Regions from separate parts of the Sus scrofa genome. Here regions 2, 3, 4, 5 and 6 are each linked to region 1. Evidence: chromatin contacts called from public Hi-C and targeted proximity ligation data. All regions are on one chromosome and are shown on one strand. The core of a region is the stretch at or near the end of the contact, and the rest is flanking DNA. Distances in the headings are between cores, read along the strand shown.

Evidence for each region. Hi-C and Micro-C count contacts between places; a contact is called where the count stands out from the background.
Region 2: a contact with region 1 is called in a targeted proximity ligation map of alveolar macrophages. A contact is called at or near these places in 1 of 5 promoter capture datasets (liver), 9 of 47 Hi-C or Micro-C datasets (alveolar macrophages, blood, brain and 5 more) and 2 of 2 datasets of targeted methods (alveolar macrophages and skeletal muscle).
Region 3: a contact with region 1 is called in a targeted proximity ligation map of alveolar macrophages. A contact is called at or near these places in 2 of 5 promoter capture datasets (fetal liver and liver) and 2 of 2 datasets of targeted methods (alveolar macrophages and skeletal muscle).
Region 4: a contact with region 1 is called in a Hi-C map of alveolar macrophages, with 2.6 times the contacts expected there. A contact is called at or near these places in 1 of 5 promoter capture datasets (liver), 3 of 47 Hi-C or Micro-C datasets (alveolar macrophages, embryonic fibroblasts and epiblast stem cells) and 1 of 2 datasets of targeted methods (alveolar macrophages).
Region 5: a targeted proximity ligation map of alveolar macrophages shows a contact between it and region 1. A contact is called at or near these places in 3 of 5 promoter capture datasets (fetal liver, fetal skeletal muscle and liver), 1 of 47 Hi-C or Micro-C datasets (embryonic fibroblasts) and 2 of 2 datasets of targeted methods (alveolar macrophages and skeletal muscle).
Region 6: a targeted proximity ligation map of alveolar macrophages shows a contact between it and region 1. A contact is called at or near these places in 1 of 5 promoter capture datasets (liver), 7 of 47 Hi-C or Micro-C datasets (alveolar macrophages, blood, embryonic fibroblasts and 3 more) and 2 of 2 datasets of targeted methods (alveolar macrophages and skeletal muscle).

Annotation. Positions count from the first base shown.
Region 1 is chr3:93,370,508-93,373,407 of Sscrofa11.1, reverse strand. CALM2 (calmodulin) reads right to left here and starts at 1,643. Exons shown (of 6, transcript XM_003125163.4): 1 at 1,293-1,643. The coding sequence starts at 1,295.
Region 2 is chr3:93,541,237-93,544,173 of Sscrofa11.1, reverse strand. The region is part of intron 5 of TTC7A (tetratricopeptide repeat protein 7A); the gene reads left to right. Among named protein-coding and RNA genes, the nearest start is that of TTC7A, 49 kb to the left of the region's middle.
Region 3 is chr3:93,619,380-93,622,526 of Sscrofa11.1, reverse strand. It overlaps MCFD2 (multiple coagulation factor deficiency protein 2), which reads right to left and starts at 1,606. Exons shown (of 4, transcript XM_021087556.1): 1 at 1,334-1,606. The coding sequence starts at 1,591.
Region 4 is chr3:93,161,704-93,164,852 of Sscrofa11.1, reverse strand. It overlaps MSH2 (mutS homolog 2), which reads left to right and starts at 1,297. Exons shown (of 16, transcript NM_001195357.1): 1 at 1,297-1,541. The coding sequence starts at 1,331.
Region 5 is chr3:93,590,446-93,593,277 of Sscrofa11.1, reverse strand. It overlaps TTC7A (tetratricopeptide repeat protein 7A), which reads left to right and starts at 1,296. Exons shown (of 20, transcript XM_021087552.1): 1 at 1,296-1,807. The coding sequence starts at 1,624.
Region 6 is chr3:93,237,304-93,240,111 of Sscrofa11.1, reverse strand. No RefSeq gene overlaps it. Among named protein-coding and RNA genes, the nearest start is that of EPCAM, 53 kb to the right of the region's middle.

The sequences.
Region 1 (2,900 bases), core at 394-2,893:
CACGACAGTCTTTCACAGCCATTACTGTACAAATGAATTAAACCGAACGTTAAGATGATATGGCACTTTCTCTACGAAAATACAAGTTACTTTCATGAAGGTTAGAGCGGGGCAATACCGTGTGCGGTAACACTTCGGCGTGCACGTGAGTACTCCAGAAGAGGACGGGGACCCTTCTCAAAGGCACCCTTCCAATTGTCACAGAAGGATAAGACCAGACGTTCACAACCGAACAGCAGTCACCCCGGGGCTGGCTTTAGGTAGGTGACTGGGAAACGTCTTATAGACCTTGGCTGGAGTCTCCGGCTTTCTCTAACAAGATACGCAGTGCAAAGCTGCGCCTGACTTAATAAAGCCGTTTCTTCAACGACAGCACCGCTTAAAAAAAAATTTTTTTTTTTAAGTGTCCAGTCGGGGGGTGGAATTAGGCCCCAGGGCCCAGATGGAGTAGGAAGATCAAGATTCAACAAGCTTCCTTCGCGCTGCCAGCGGGGAGGGAAACCGCCAAGCTCTCCCTCCCCCACTCCTGCCCGACCCGCCTGCCCCGCAGCACCGCGGGCAGCCCGGACCTCCGCAGCCCTGCAGGTGCCAGCGCAGCAGCTGGGGCGCGAGCTGAGCCGAGCCGGGCGGGCGAGCGGGCGGTGGCTTGCGGCTCCAGCCCCGCGCCCGCAGCCCCGCCCCCGGCCGCTCCCCGCGCCGCGCGGGCTCGGCCCACACGGCCCGCCCGCCCGCTCGCTCGCCCCCCGCCCCTCCCGGCCCGGCACGCGGGGGCCGCGGGCTAACGTCGGCGCGGGCGCTCGCCCCGGGCCTCGCGCGCTCCCGCCCGCCCCCTCGGCGCATGGCGGCCGCAAGCGGACAAAGACGCTTCCTGGCGCCCGCAGCAACCGTCCGTTGGGCTTTTGAATCCGGCCCCGGGCTGACCTTTCAAGATGCCCGACTCAAGGCTTCTGTGTTCCCGCAACCCCCACCCTCCCGCTCTCGCCTCCCCCTGGGTGCCGGGCTGCCCCCAGCCCCGGCTCCATCCTCGTCCAGGCCAGCCCCTGAGGAGTTCCGCGGCCCCGGGGGCAGTAGGCCTGGACCCCAGCACACCAGGGGACACCTCCCTGAAGAAAATGGGGGTGGGGTAGCACCTGCGACACAACCGCCGCCGGCGCCCCCAGCCTCTAGCGCGCCATCCCCCTGGAGAAGACCATCCCTGGAGAGTGTTAGGAAGCGAGTTCCCCTGCTTTCGTCAATTCGCTTCGGCCTCTTCCCCCACAGGTCGAGCGCCGGCAGATTAGCGACGCACTCACCATGCTGCAAGCGCTACCGGTCTCCGGGACGCGACCACACAACCACTCAGCTCGCTCGCTCCACTCGGACTAATTCTCCTCCTCCGCCCCCAGCGCCTCATAAACACCTCCCTCCGCCAAATCCCTCCGCCGCACACCAGATAACGGAACATCACAAACGAGTCCCGGCCAACCCCCTCCCCTCCAACTTCTCTCGAGACCACTTTATCCACAGTTATGTGGTCGAGGATTCAGGAGATAAAGGGAAGGGGCGAACAGATGACGTAAATGGGTTTCATTCCCTCGCGAGCCGTTGAAGGGCTGGTGGAGTCGAGCCTAAGGGCACTACTTTGCGGCGCGGAAGAGCATAGTGGTGGCGACCTGCACCCCGATGGTCGTTGAACCGGTCTCTGATTGGCTGGTTCGTACCTGCAATGCGTCACTAGGGCTCGCTGCCGCCGCCGGGACGCGGTGTGGCTGCTGCCGTTGCTGCTCAGGCCGCGCTGTCCTGGCAACTGCGCCAGGCGGCGGAGTCGTCTCCCTTGCGCTTGGCTGGATAGTCTTCCTCCTCCGCCCATCCTTCCCCGCCGCAGTCACACACATTCCCGCCCCTTGTGTAGGGGTCTACGAAAACACCCTAAGCCAATAAAGAATGAAGCTACAAGACCCAGGGAAACCCGTACCCCGCGCCCACCTCCTCAGCCTTGTATTTGGGCCTCATGGAGGCCACATTCCGTGTCAAACCCATGAAAATGTGGGTAAGGCCGAACGCAGCTGCTCAGCTGATTAATCTGAAAGAATCTTCCGTGTATACTTTCCTTCAGTATCAGGGGTAATTTACCAGAAAAAAAAAAAAAAAAAGTCACTCAGAAACAACAGCATCCGAGATTCTGTGAAACTAGTCACTCTCAATAACCCCTTGATATTGTGGAATAATAGGGTTCTGACTTGGAGTGAGACCTTCGTTATGAGTATTGTTTTAGCCACTTAGAGGTATAACCTTGGATGGGTCATTTAATCTTTAGCTTCATTTATAAAATAGAGGTTATAATACCTACTTGAAAGATTACTGTAAGAATTAAAATCATATACAGATTAGCGTTCAGATAAAATGTTAAAGAACCTGGCACAGGGTTGGTTTAATTGTAATAAAGCCATAATATATATGGTCTTGGTGAATTTCATAGTGAATTTGCCCTTTTGAGTCTCTAACCTCTCATTTAAGTGAGCATTTTTAAATCCACATAAAAGTTAGCTCTTTGGAATTGGCACCCTTTTGCACTGTTGGTGGGAATGTAAAATGGTACAGCCACTGTGGAAAAGGATATGGCAGTTCCTTAAAAAGTTAAAAATAGAATTACCATATGATCCAGCAACTCTACTTCTTGGTATATATACCCAAAAAAACGGAAAGCAGAATCTTGAAAGCTATTGGTACACCCATGTTTCATAGCATTATTCACGATAGCTAAAATGTGGAAGCAACCCAAATGTCCATCACTGGATGAAAGGATAAGCAAAGTGTGGTAACATCTGTGGCTACAGCAATGGAATATTATTCAGCCAGAAAAATTCTGCAATATACCATAACATGGATGAACCTTGAGGATATTAAGTGAAGTAAGTCAC
Region 2 (2,937 bases), core at 429-2,928, 170 kb before region 1:
GGTCTGCACCAGTGAGCTCTTGCAATTATGTAGCAGGGTCTTCAGGTCATAGTTATGTCTTCCTAGGTGAATCACTGGTTCCAGTATTTTTCTTACACATTTGTTGTTGTTAGGAAGTTTAAAAAAAGAGTCAGGATTTTTTTTTTTTTTTTAGGGCCACACCCGCGGCATATGGAAGTTCCCAGGCTAGGGGGTGAATCAGAGCTGCAACCACCAGCCTACGCCACAGCCACAGCCACGTGGGATCCAAAACTCCTCTGTGACCTACACCACAACTCACGGCAACGCAGGATCCTTAACTCACTGATCGAGGCCAGGGACGAACCCACAACCTCATGGTTACTAGTTGGCTTCGTTTCCACGATCTCCAGCCCAGGATTTTTCAGCCTCAGCACTGTTGATATTTCGAGCTGATACCCTTCATTGTGGGGGCCTGTCCTATAGATTGTAGGTTTTAACGACATCCCTGGCCTCTATCCCCTAGAAGTTAGCAGATTCCCCCGGCCCTGAGTGTGACAACTAAATGTCTCCATTGAGATAGGTCCTAGGGTGGGGTCCAGGGGTAAAATCACCCCAACCTGAGAACCTCTGTCTGAGCCCAAGGTACGAGAGGCAGGAGGTCAGGGTGAGATTGGTCCGCAGACACTTGATATGGGTCACGTTTGCTAGGGCAGCTCTGAAGTCTTTTCAAGGGCTCCAGAGCCACTTCTGCTGGTTAAATTCACCCTCTCTTACCTGGGCTCTTGAGGTGTTTGGGAAGGGGCAGAAACCCTTCTCTGTGTTCAGAGAGCTCATGGCCCAGCACGTGTGTGTGTGTGTGTGTGTGTGTGTGTGTGCATGCATTTGGAGGGGGTGTGTGGGGTGGGAAGAGCCCAGCCCTTCACGTCCCAGGCCCCCGCCCCATCCCAGGGCAGGATGATGACCAACCTTCCTTAAGGGGCTCACATCCCAGTGGGGCGCTGACTGCATAGGAGCCAGCGCTCTGTGCCAGAGGAAGAGAGGGCAGAGAGGTGGGGTCCTGCTGCTGCCTGGGACAGGCTGGATCTAAGGAGACAGTTCATCCTGGGGGCTGGTGCAGTGGGCCTCCTCCCACCCCCGGGCTTGGGCGTTGCTGGGCCGTAGAAGAGGTCCCTGACGGCTTAAGGGACAGGAGGAGATGGGGGGACCTGTTTCTGGGCTAGAGTCTGAGGGCTTGAGCTCATTCCCCCCGTGGGCAGGGGGTGGACCCAGTCCCCAGAGGGGCCGGAGGAGCTCCTTCTGAGTGTGGGGCACTCAGCCCCAGGGGCCAGATGGCCACAAGCAGGGCCTGCTCCCAAGGTCCCTGCAGTTGAGGTTTGACATAATTTAAAGGGTGTGGTGTTCTGCCCTGCACTATGTGGTGATGTTTGCTCGGCCTCCGGGCACTGCTGCTCCTTTAATTCTGGGCTTCAGTGAGACCTGGCTGCCACTTACTCATTCACTGTCTGAGGGACATTCATTTTTTCCAAGGACCTTGTCCTCTTGATCCAGTAGTTCATTCCCTCAGACAACTCCTGCCGCTTGCTCTGTGGCTGATGGCAGGGTCCCTAACTGACCTGGGATTGCAAGTACTTCCTGACCGTCAGGAGTTGGGAGGCCCCTCCCCAAAGGCAGGGACCCGGGATACCTGGGGTCCACTTCCCCTCGCCGCCACCAGAGGGCAGCCATGGACTCTGGTTGAGCCTCACCCCAGGCAGTTCTGCGGTTGCCAGCTACCGCACCTGTCTGTTGGAGGAGGCACCTTTCTGTTGGGAGAGGAGACAGGGGTGGGGGGAGTTGGGGGCGGTGGCAGTGGCAGCTGGGCTCAGGGTCCTGGCTGTAGGAGAGGCTTGGTTCTCTTTCACATGATGCAGCTGTGGGGGTGACGCAGCACGAGAGGCTGGCAGCGATGCAATGCCAGCAAAGCTCTTGGTGACCCGACCTCCCTAGGACCAAGGCTCCGGGCATTTCCCAAGAAAAGAACGTGAGCCTGAGCCGGCTTGGCTCTCTCCCCTAGAACGGGCAAGGGGCCATCTGTCTTTGGGGTGGTTTTTTCCCTTTGCTTCTCCCTGGACCTGCAGAACCCATGGTTGGCTCAGGGCCGGGAGTGAGCTTGAGCCAAGTGTGTTGAACTAGGTGGGCTGTGTGTTTTGTGCATGTTCTTTAAAAATAAAAATTCTTTTTTAATTACTAAAGCAGTAGGTGCTCATTGTACCAAAACCAAACAATAGAGAAGGGAGTGTGTGTTTTCTGAGGGAGTTCCCCAGGGCTTGGCAGGGTGTGCAGCTTTATGAAAACACTTTTCCTTTCTGCTGTGTGTGTGTGTGTGTGGAGGGGGCACCTTAGACGGCCCAGCCTGCTGTTGGGTGTGACCCCCTGAGGGGTGTGTTCAGTCAGCAGTAATTTTTATTCTCAGCAACCACCCAGTATCAGCAGTTGGGGGGGGACCGGGGGGAGGGCAGGAGACAGACTGCTTGAAGGGGCATTCAGGGACCAGAATCACCCAGCAGCGAAGCCCAGGAGAGTCTGGTGGTCCCTGTCAGGCTTTGGGCACAGGGAGACTTTGGAGGCCCATCGAAGAAAGCATCCTTCTAGCCTCTCAATGCACAGCCTTCATTGCCCGTACCGCCCCCACCTCACTAGAAAGGTCCCCTTGCCTGTACGTCCTCAGGGCCCTGCAAAAGAAATGTCACCGCCTCTTTCTGCGGCTGCGAGTAAAGAGGAGAGCTTTAGGTTTTGAACTGATGATGCGGGTCTGTAGCAGGAGGGACGAACTTGCTAACCGTTTGAACTTCACCTGAGCTTGTCTCCTGACTCAGCCCTCCAGCCGTTGGGATCTGCCAACTGGCTGTGCGTTTCTGGGCCTTTGGCTGGAAACCTCTCATACACAATGAGCAGTGCCAGCCCTGAGATGGGGGCTTCTGGCCAGGGTTGTACGTG
Region 3 (3,147 bases), core at 357-2,856, 250 kb before region 1:
GCAGCATATGGAGGTTCCCATGCGACCCTACACCACAGCTCATGGCAGCGCCGGATCCTTAACCCACTGAGCCAGGCCAGGGATCAAACCCGCAACCTCATGGTTTCCAGTCGGATTCGTTAACCACTGAGCCATGACAGGAACTCCACTTATACATTTAATTAACACGCTTTACTAGAAGCCTGGTGCTGACAGGTTCTGAGGATAGGACTGTGACCCAGACTGGCTCCTGTCCCACAGATTTCAGCCTGGTGGGAAAAGAGAGAGTAAATAAGTCAGCTGTAGGATACCACAGAAGCCCCAATCCACACCTGGATTAATACATGAAAGAGGATTTCTTCAATTAAAGGACAACACCTCTGGCAGAGGGAATGACATAACAAGTCTTAGCCTTCTAGCCTAAGCCCAAAAGAATGTCCAATCTGAGAACCAAAAATGGTTCAATGTGGTTGAAAACACAGTATAGTGGAGATAGATGCGACAGACTAAAGCAAAAAGAGGAAAGGTCATGAGGGGTCTCATAAGCCCGTCCAAGAGCTTGAAAGAGCAATGGGAATTCACAGAAAGGCAGTAAGGGAAGAGTGAGTAGGTCTGGTGACTTTTTTGTGTTTTAAAACCATCACTCTGGCTTTCCAGTACATAACAAACTACAGAGGAAAAAGGAGATACAGGGAGCTAGTCAGGAAGCTACCAAGGAAGTCCAGGGGAGAGATGATGGTGGCCTGAACCAGCTAGAGCAGAGGGACTGGGTGTGACGAAGTGGGTGTATCCAGAGATTTGCGATGGATTCGATGTGGATGGGTAAAGGGTGCAGCGGACGAGAAGGACGCCCAGGTTTCCGGCTTGTGCAATCAGGTGGATGGCGGTGCCATACCAGACAAAAAATACAAGAGGGGAATACAAAGTTCCCCCGCCTCCCCCACTCCCCTGGCACAACGTGGCCAAGCTCGCCAGCCCAACAGGACCTGTTTATTTGTCTCCCCCGGAGGGAGACGGAGTACCAGGGGCAGACGGAGAGCAAAGACTCAGGCCCGCGCGCGCAGGTCACGGCAGATTGGCCGCGCCCATTAGGCTTATCGCCCCTGCGGCTTCTCCCCGGGAAGAGGCTCTTCTCCTAGTCAGCTATCTTCTCGAGGCGGCTCGGGTCCGAGACCCGCAGCCAGGCCGCTCCTGTCTCCCAACCTGAGCCCGAAGCCCCGGGATCCTTGAAGGACGCCGGGATCGCGCCTTGCTGAGGACCCCTGAGGCCCGCCCCACGGATCTCCTCCTCCAAGGTCGGGTCACAGGCCTCACAGGCCGCAGCCAGATCACGACTGTCCCGTGGTTCACTCACCCTCTCTGCCACCAGCTGCCAAACAGCTTTCCGCAAAAGCGAAGCACCCCGGCGTGAGCCTCGACAGCCCCGGTCCTCAGAACTCTTTTCCCTGGCCCTGGCCCCGCCCCACTCCCCGTCCGCTGTGCGCACGCGCGCCCCTTCTGCCCGCCCATTGGCGCCGTGAAGCCCCTCCCCTGCTCCGCTGGTGTAGTGCGGGCCGCTGGGGCGATTCCACGTGTAACGGACCGTGGCCCGGTAAAGGTCAGGCGGAGGCATTTCTTCTGCCCACCCTCCAGAGGGTGAGGATGGTGGGGACCTGCGTTGGGCTATCTGAACCCCCAGAGTCCTGACAGGTTGCTAGGCAATGCAGGAAGCCCCCCAGAGAGAAATGATGGCTAATGCGACGGGGTGGGCGCCAAAACTGGCTTTTGGTTCCACCTCCACATTTACAGGTCCCTGCATTCCTCTGACTGCAAGTTGGGAAGTATAATAGTATAAAGAAAAAATGTTGCCTGCCAGTCCTGTTCGCCGAGGATCAAGCCATGAGCCACTGTACTTGCCCACCCACCGTGTGCCCTGAGGGGAATTCAGAATGGAGAAAAACAGGAAACATTCTGTACTATAGATATACTGGCTTCAGTTAAGCTGTATCTCTAAGGAAAATTCTCAACTGACCCCATATTCTTGCATCTTCTCTTTCATAGAATGACACTAAAAGCATTAATTTGAGATGTCTGTTCTTTGCGATTAGCAGCAATCTTTTGATGCTTGACTAGATGTCTTTCCCCTCAAAAGAGTTCATATATATCCTAGCTTGTTCCTTACCTCTTGAGAGCAGATCCTCAGAGCCGAGAAGCTGTCTCCTCCACTATAGTCCCCAGTAAGTTCCCTTAATAAAACTTTTAACTCACAACTTCTATGTTGTACGTTTTTCTTTTAGTCAGCAGTAAGGAATTTTAATTCTTCTCATGATGAAACAGCCAAAAACACTGGAGCTGGCCTTGGATCCCTCGTTTCCAAGACTGGCCTACGTGCAGCCTCTGATTGCTCCATTCTGCAAGCTGCATCTTCTACAATACACATTCACTCGTATATGAGTCCCACCAAGATTTTATGGGCAGCCCAGTTCAAATACCACTTTACCTGTGCGGTTTGTGAAATCAGTCATCATTCAAGACAGGAAAAAGCACTCCCAAAAAACTGACCCACTAACAAAGGAAACAAACAGATAAGCCCCATATGATTCTGCCCTTATACCTTTTCTCCTATACAAGACTGTTCAGTGAATAGTTATTGATCAGATGGGTAAGTGAATGTAGGACTGTCATTTTTAAAATTCCTTCTCCCATTTGTGCCCATAAAGATACATAATCTTTTTTTTTTTTTTCTTTTTTTCAGTCTTTTTAGGGCCACACCTGAGGCATATGGAGTTCCCCAGGCTAGGGTCCAATGGGAGCTGAAGCCACTGGCCTACACCACAGCAATGCCAGATACGAGACACATCTTCAACCTATACCACACCTCATGCCTGATCCTTAACCCACTGAGCAAGGCAGGGATCGAACCCACGTCCTCATGGGTGCAAGTCAGGTTCGTTAACCGCTGAGCCACGACGGCAACTCCTACATAGTCATTTTCATGTGAGCCTGGATCCAGAAAGGGAGAGACAGAGAAAGAAAGTGATTAAGTAGATGATCCCAGAACACTCCCTGCAGTCTGCTTTAGGAGATCAGGGCCCTGCAAGTTGATCGGGATAACTGCTACTGATCATGACTCATTCCTTTTCCCACCTTCAACTGAGTTTGAAATCTGTCAACCCTACCCTAGAGAAA
Region 4 (3,149 bases), core at 48-2,547, 210 kb after region 1:
TAATAGAGATGTAACTACAATGGTACTCCAGAAGGTAACAGAACCAATTACACCTGGGGGACTGCAGGGCAGGGCCCTTCCAGAGCAGAGGGACAAGTCTGTGTTGGAGCCACATGTGTTGAAAGGGAAGGAAGATGATTGCTCCAGATCAAAGAGTTGGGGTAAGAACAGGGGGCACTGCAGGGAGTGGGAAATATAGTCAGCAGTCAAATGGTTCAAACTTCCTCTACTTCTGAAGCTATTTGAATTTTAACAGGCCAGTGGTCCAGAGCGTCCAGGGAGCTTTCTTGAAACATCTCAAGACCCCATCTTCCAAAATTCCAACCCATTATATGTGGGCGGGGCCCCAGAACGCCTCTGAAAAGCCCCCAGGGTAATTGTGCTGCTGAATCAGGGTTTGGGGACTGCTTTTCTGGGTGGATGGTGAGCCAAACAGGAGAGTGCAATAGCTTTTGTAAGGCAGCTTACTATGCAGGACATATTCTGATCTCCAAGTCTTTGTTCAACATTAAAAAACAAAGAACAACAACAAAAAACACTGATCCATTTTTATTTTTCACCTAAACACGTTATCTTCTAACAGTTTACTTGCTGCAAGTTTACTTAGTGTATTATCTGAATCCATTCATTAGAATATAAGCTCAACTAAGGCAGTGGCTTTTTTCTTTCCTCAGATCCTAGAAGTCTGGAACACAGTAGGTCTTAAGTTTTTGATTGAATGAATCAATTAAGGAACGGACGACATGAGAATTAGGCTAGTACGGAGCAGTAGGGAGGTTGTGGAGAAGAAACCTCTAATATTGATGTAGGCAGTTTTGCCTGAAAAGGAAAAGGGACGCGATTGGAGAGAGGGGCACAGGTCTAAAAAAAATACCGATAGAGTGGAAGGCTAGGTTTTCCTTGTTTTCAAGTTTCTTTCTGATTTCATGCTCTTGCTTCCGGGGCAGATAATATATTCAAAACCTGCCAGAATGTCCCACCTGGTCTTCTAATCTAGTTATCTCTCCACCTGGTTCCTTGCTCAAGCACGGAGAAAACCCGGAGAACTGAACTCTTTAAAGGATGGGCTTCTGGCAGGGTCGGCGCTCGACCTAGGCTCAAGCATGCGCAGTAGACAGAGTCACCAGCGTGCGCGGGAAGCTGGGCCGCGTCCGATTATGATTGGCTGTCACGGCGCACTCCCACCCACCGAAATACAGCGCTGAATGCTGATTGGGTACCTCCGCAGAGGCTGGACGCCGCACGGGGGGCGAGGGAGGGGAGGCGGGAAACAGCTTAGTGGGTGCGGGGTCGTGCAGTTCCCTCAGGCTGTTGGCAGAGAGATTCCGAAATGGCGGTGCAGCCGAAGGAGACACTGCAGCTGGAGAGCGCAGCCGAGATCGGCTTCGTGCGCTTCTTCCAGGGCATGCCTGAGAAGCCGACCACCACGGTGCGCCTTTTCGACCGGGGCGACTTCTACACCGCGCACGGCGAGGACGCACTCCTAGCTGCCCGGGAGGTGTTCAAGACCCAGGGGGTGGTCAAGTTCATGGGGCCGGCAGGTGAGGGCGCGGACCGCATGGGCTCTGGGGGAACCCCGCGGAGGGGGCTTCTTTCAGGAAGTGGGAGGTGGGGAGGCACTGGGGCGGGGACTTTGGCGCTTCGTGGGGCACTGCGCTTGCTCCTGGTCGAGTGGGGCGCCACCCACCGTCTGCCCTGGGTCTGCCCCTCTGCAGCTGTCCTGAATGGGAACTATAACAATCACTAGGTTGCCAGGCTTCGAGGCGTTTTAACACATTGTTCTATTTAATTTTCCTGCAGCTGGCGTGGGTGTCTGCTTCTCGGCCCGGGCCCCTCCTTGGCCCAGGGGAATCTCATCGCACACCGCCGCCAAACCTCTTTATCACAAATTCCATTCCAGGAGTGAGATTTAGAATAGAAGGGGTTTGGGAAGACCGTTTTATGTCACCAACGTGATTTTGCTTGTTGGGCGAATGTGGTTTATACCGCCCTTCAGCGCAGGGTTCTGTAGTGTCTGCTGTTGATAGGCGGTATCGCCAGGTGGTCAGGACCTCGGACCCTGGAGCCAGATTGCCTAGAGTCAAGTTGCGGCCCCTCCACTTACTAGCTGTGTGGCCTCGGGCTAGTCCAGTATGTCTGTGCTTCCTCTCGGCATTCAGTGCCTTCCATGACCCGTCCTTATGTTTCTAACATCTCTCTCCCTGGAAAGCTACAAACTTCTCAGCCTCTGTGAGTTAGATGTTCTCGATGTTTTTGTTAATCTTTTTTTTCCCCTGCCTGCGTTGTGATAATGGAATGAACATTCTAGGAGGAATAAGACATAGTACTGCCTCTGCCACATGCAGATGGGATGTTACTGACAAAAGATGTTCTTTCATTAGGTAGACATTCATTGAGTGCTGCCGGTATCAGGCAGGGTTATGGACACCAGGGGTACCTAGATGGAAAGGCAGTACCATATCCCCGCCTTCACAGAGCTCCCCCTAGTGGAGAGCAAGGCAGAAATAATTCCAATTCCAGGTCAAGAACTGTGGAGGATGATCCACAGCAAGTTGCTGAAGAGGCATAGAGGCAGGATTGCCCATGACTGGGCATGACGGGAACTGCGGGAGTTCCTGTTGTGGTGCAGTGGGAAACGAATCCCATTAGTATCCGTGAGGATCCAGGTTTGGTTCCCTGGCCTCGCTCAGCGGTTTAAGTATCTGGTGTTGTGAACTGTGGTCTAGGTCGCAGACGTGGCTTGGATCTGGCGTGGCTGTGGCGTCGGCCGGCAGCGGTAGTTCCCATTACACCCCTCGCCTTTGGACTTCCATATGCCAAGGGTGCGGCCAGAAAAGCCAAAAGAAAAAAAAAAAAAGGCATTATATGAAGGCTAAATTTCATTTGAGTCCTGAAGGAAACCCTGTATCCATTGGCAGTCAATTCCCCTTTTCCACCTGTCTTCTAAACCCAGGCAACCACTAATCTGCTTTCTGTCTCTAGATTTGCTTATAATATTGGTCTTTTGTGAATGACTTCTTTCACTTAATTTTTTCGTTTTTATTTTTGTGTTTTTTTTTTTTTTTTTTTTTTAAGGGCTGCTCTTGTGACTTGTGGAAGTTCCCTGGCTAGGGGTCATATTGGAGCTGCAGCTGCTGACCTATACCACA
Region 5 (2,832 bases), core at 47-2,546, 220 kb before region 1:
AGCAGCAGGCAACTGAGCACTTCTGCCCCCCAAGTAAGGAATGGAGTTTCTTTCAGAGCCCAGAGAAGAGAGTACTCGTGGAGGGAGTCAGGGGTGAGGCAGGGCAGGACGGCTGCCTTCAACAGCAGCCCTTGTGGCTCCAGAGGCAAAGGGCGTGGGAGTCTGAGCTTCCCTTGACAAGAATCGCCCATGGTTGGAGTCGTCGAGAAGCACAAAGCAGTGAGTCTCTCATAACACTGCGAATGGTCAGGCTCACTCCCAAGGTTGTGTTAGGTAGTGTTGGGGAAAAAGGTGGACACTTTCTAACTCTTAGGGGTTTAAACTTAAAACTTAAGTTTTAAAAGCTTAAAAGCTTGCTCGGATTCTCCCGCCTTCTGGAACCTTCGGTCTGTGCCTTGCACTCTGTTAAAGAGTTTTATTTTGTCGTTTTGGTATTGCCGTGATTTCCTGTGCCACGGCCTCCCTCCCCACACGGGACTGTCAGCAGCGGTCGCTGGGCCACCATAACCGATCTCAGCAGAGGGTGTCCGTCGGCCTCTTCCTTCCAGGCCGCCCAGTAATCCTTTGAACTCCTTAGTACCCACAGCACCCGGCTAAGCCCTGCTAAGAGCTCGATACAGCTTTGATCACAGTCTTTAGACGCCGGAATTAAGAAATAAAGTAAATACAGAGTTGGAGAAACAGTTTAAAAACTTTAAGAAATCCAGGACAACAGGATTCTGCGGAGGACAGGCCAGCCAGTTGGGGTGGGGGGAGACAGGTTGGAAAGAGGAACTCGGCTCTTAAAGGAACGTACAAGTCTCTCCGTGTGGAGTCGCGGGCAGGCAACCGCTCTCCCGAGTGCCCCCGGGGTGGCGCGCGAGGCTCGCGCGGCCCAGCAAGGCGGGACCCGGGCCGCTGCCGGCGGCCCCCCGGGGAGGCTCGCTTTCAGAGTTGGGAGCGACTGGGCGGCCCGCCTCTCTCCGGATTTGTGACGTGCCGAAGACAGACCCGGTGACGGAGTCACCGCACAAAGCTGGGTCGTCGGGGCGGGGGTCTCCCAGGCCAAGAGCCCCGAAGGGATGGGGAGGGGGAAGGAAGCAAGGCGCCCCCAGGTGCCCCTGCTCCGCGCAGCATTAAAGTGAGTGGCGAGTCGGCGGTGGCGGCGGCAGCAGGGGGTTGGCGCCCGTGCGGCCGCGAGCGCCCAGCGCGCGCCTGGCGGCTGTGGCCGCGTTGGCCGCCCGCGCGCCCGTCTCGCCGAGGCCGCGCCACGCCCCCTCGGGGGTGGAGCCGCGGCCGGGGGCGGGTCTGCAGCTGGCGGCGCCCGGGCCTGGGGCGGGGCTGTGGCAGCAGCTGCAGCGGCGGCGGCGGCAGAGGCGGCAGGAGCTGCTGCAGCAAAGGCGGAGGCTGCTCCTGGACGCGCGGGGCCGCACAGCCGGAGCCCCAGTCCGGAGACGCCGGGCGGTGCGCTGGGTGCTGCGGCTGCTGCCCGCCCGCGCCGCCCGGGCCCCCGCTGCCACCTGGGCCCCAGCAGCCCCTCGCGCCCCCGTCGACACCGCCCGCGTGTGCGCCCCAGCCCGGACGCCGCCCCCGGCCGGGTCTCCACTTCTCGGCTGCACCTCCCATGACAGCACCCGCTCGAAGATGGCTGCGAAGGGCCCGCACAGCTCCCACCTGAAGATGGAGAGCGAGCTGGAGCGCTGCCGCGCCGAAGGCCATTGGGACCGCATGCCTGAGCTGGTCCGGCAGATGCAGACGCTAGTCGTGCCCGGCGGCGGAGGCGGCCGGCGAGCCAGCCCGAACGCCACGTTCACCTCTCTGGACACCGGTGAGTGAGGGAAGGGGCTGGTTCACAGACGCGGAGCGCGCGAAATGCGCCGCCTCCTCCAGGAAGCGGCCCCGACTGCCTGGGGCCGGCGATGGCTGCTTTCGGTATTACCCTTCCTTCAGTGCCTCTCTTAGCAGCAGCCAGAGTCGTTAGGAAGGTACTTCTGCCCCAGAAGAAAACTCACGTGCAGGGAGTTTGGGAGGAAAGAAGTAAACGGCTTTTGCGTTCTGCCCTCTCGGATCGTTGTGGGCTACTCCGACTACTGTGAAATGGTGGTGTTGGCACGTATCAGATCACGGCATGGGCTAGGCTTTTGCGCCGCTCCTCCAACCCGCATTCTGGTTCTGAACTATCAGGTGTAGGCTGTCGCTCCTTGCCCTCTCCTCCTTTCCCCGAGTCAAATTGACGGCGAAGCTCTGTATGGCTAGGGGCTTGACCAGCGCCAGGGTGGGGTGGTGGAAAAGCGGGAAAGAGGCCTGGTAAGCCTCAGTTTCCTCTTCTCTCTTCCAACTCGCGAGCCATCTAGGCCTGGCAGTCGGTGGCTTTAGCAGTAGGCTGTTTTGGCAGGCTGGGCTCTAGCGCTGGGGCGGGAAAGCACCCTGATGTGGCAGAGGGGGAACACCCCGCCCCAGTCTCCAACCTCAAATCTTGTTCCTGGTGCCTTGAGCTCAGCCTGGAGAGCCATCCCTGAACCCTCTCTTTGGCACAGCCACTTCAGAGCCTTGATAGAAGACGGCAGGGAGTTAATACAGATATAAAGAGTTTTAAAGACCACCCAGCCTGTGGAAGGCGCTTAGCTAGCACTGTATGTCAGTGTCCTAAGCACTGTACTCAGCCCTTTAATTTCTCCCCAACAACCCGAAGAAGCAGGTACTCTTTTTTTGCCACTTGCAGATAAGGAAACTGAGGCACAGAGAACTTACATAACTTGATCATTCAGCTATTAAGTGGTGGAACCACAATTTGAACCCAGGTTTCTGAGTACATCCTTTTTTTCTTTTTTTTCCTCAATGAATTTATTACAT
Region 6 (2,808 bases), core at 147-2,646, 130 kb after region 1:
TGAGCTGTGGTGTAGTTTGCAGATGCAACTTGGATCTGGAGTTGCTATGGCTGTGGCTTAGGTGGCAGCTGCAGCTCCTATTTGGCCCCTAGCATGGGATCTTTCATATGCCACAGGTACAGCCCTAAAAAGACAAAAGTAAAAATAAAAAATAAAAAAATAAAAATTAGGAGTTCCCATCATGGCTCAGCAGAAACCAATCTGACTAGTATCCTTGAGGATGCAGGTTTGATCCTTGGCCTCCATCAATGGGTTAAAGATCCAGCATTGATGTGGACTGTGGTGTAGGTCGCAGATGCCACTCGGATCCCACATTGCTGTGGCTGTGGCATGTGTAGGCTGGTGGCTACAGCTCCCATTCAACCCCTAGACTGGGAACCTCCATATGCTGCGGGTGTGGCCCTAAAAAGACAAAAGATAAAATAAATAAATAAATAGAAGTAAAACTTAAGGCCCTGCACCTGTTCAGCTGATCCTTGCAGAGCCAGCGAGGCCCCTTCCTCCGTCTCCCACCCCCTCCTCAGCACCTGCAGCCCAGGGCTGCGCCCCCCAAAGGCTGCTCTGTAAGTAGACATCAGCTTTCTTCTGTCTCCAGCACCCCTTGTGCAGCGGAAGATAATGGATCTGGAAGACCATCCCCATGGGACACAAGAGAATCCCCCCTACCCCGCCATTTCTATCAACCTTATCTGCTCATGTGGGGCTCTCATCTCCAAGAGGCAATTTAATCCCCCTCCTGGAACTCAAAAGTCACATACCCATTCCCCAGGGAGCTGAGGTATTAAGAAAGGCCAGCGTTTAGGATTACTCTTCGATAAGAGTCTTGTTTAGACAAGATCGCGTATAAAAACTGGCCTGATCCCCACACCCCGGCTCTCCTTTCTTCCTCTCTTGCTTGGAAGATTGCAAGATTGTGCAATCCGCCCCAGAGACCTGGGCAATTTGCTTTCGAACATGCAAACCTGTTTCCCAGCCTTCAGGGTCGCCCTCCCCCGGGGCCTCCCTCCTCCCTCCCTGGGAGTAGCCGCTTGGGGCTCCCCTGGGGTTGACAGCTCAGATCTGTTTCTGGGCACTTCCTCCTGCTACTTGCTCATTTACATTTTGAAACTAGAGCAAAGTTCAGCCATGGTTGGCTTCCTGCACCCTAGGAGCTGCCCGATCCTGGTTAGAAAAAGCAGACAATAGCAACCTGGGAAACTGCACAGTATTTTGGCAGCAGGTTTCTTTGTGTTAAGTCTCTGGTTCTGCAATGGTGGAAACACCCAGGGATGTAAATAGCAATGAGAAAAGGCCACTTGTGCCACTCTTAGGTTTTGTGGTGGCAGGTTCTTTCCCCCATCCCCCAAAGGGTAGGTTGTATTTTTATTTTGCTTGGTTTAAACCGGAGATAAAAGTGTCCACACCCCGTGTTGAGGCCCTGGGGCCCTCCCCACAAGCTGTGAGAGTTCCTTCCTTCCCCCTCGCGCCCTGGCTCTTCTGTCTCAGCACTGTCCTCTCCCAGGCTCCCCGCCACCCCCTCTTTTTTTTAACCCCCTTCATTTTTGGCCGCCCCACAGCATATGGAGCTCCTGGACCAGGGATTAGACTGCGCCTCAGTCAAGACCTAAGCCACAGCATCCTTGACACACTGTGCTGGGGCCAGAAATCGAATCCAAGACGCCGCCCACCCAGTTGTGCCACAGCAGGCATTCCCCGGGGCCCATTCTGAAGACCAGTCACCCCAGCTGCAAAGCAGGGGTAACACCATTGCAGCCTCAGGAGTTGGGAGGGTTGAGGGAGGCAGCAAAGCTCCATGCCTGACGCCCAGCCTGGCTCGACAGGCCCGCAGCACCTCGGCTCAGCCATGCTTAGGGTGTGTTGTTGCAGGTCACAGGTTACTTGGATCCACGCTGTGCTGTGCAGGTGGGGGGGGGCATCTCTGGGGCCTCCCTTCCACACGGGTACACAGCAGGCTGCCCCAGAGGCTGGGCCGGGCCCAGGAGTTTCTGGTGGAAGCAGAGGCTTCCTAGTCTGAGCCCCGTCTGCCGGATTCCAGGCCAGGCCCAACAGCCCTTCAGTACAGAACTTTTTGTACATTCCACAGCAGCTGAAAGGGCTTTTGTCCCCACTCAGGAAGGACAAATGACAAAGGCAATTGTGTGTCTCCTCGCAGACCCACACAGCTTGGGAAGAGAAACTTCTTCAAGAGGCCAGCGCTGCCACAAATGTGATCACACAGCCTCGCAAGTGGGGAGCAGGGTGGGGTCTGGCTTCCCACGAGTGTGGCAGGGTGCACATGACGCAGACACACAAACCCGGAAACTGCTCCTGGTTAGACCAGCAGGCCCGTGAGCTGCAGATGCCACAGCTGCAAGGGGGCCTCGGGAAGGGCATCCCCCACCTGCCAGGAGCTTGCAACTTGATTATGACCCTTTGCCAGGCGGGGCCACAAAGACCACAACTTGTCACAGGAAACACAGTTCTTTCCACACGGGCCATTCTCATGAAGACCATTAGGCTGTGCCAGAGAATGATCAATGGAATTCTGTCCTGGGGTCCCTTCCAATGCATAATTATTTATGGCCTATGGAGGAGGTTGAAACTCTAGACAGCCCATGTGAAATCCATCACTTGTAAGGACGAATTCTAATTGAGAGGAGGTGGATCTCTCTTTTAGCCATTTTCTTTCTCCTTCTTAACCCCTTTCTCCTGTCACTGCCATAATAGGAGAGCTAAGGTGTGGAGGGTTTTAAATTTTTTCGTTAAAGGAGAAAGCTTTTCTTAGCAAAGGAAATGATGATGCATCATTTTATTGCCCCTTGAATGGAG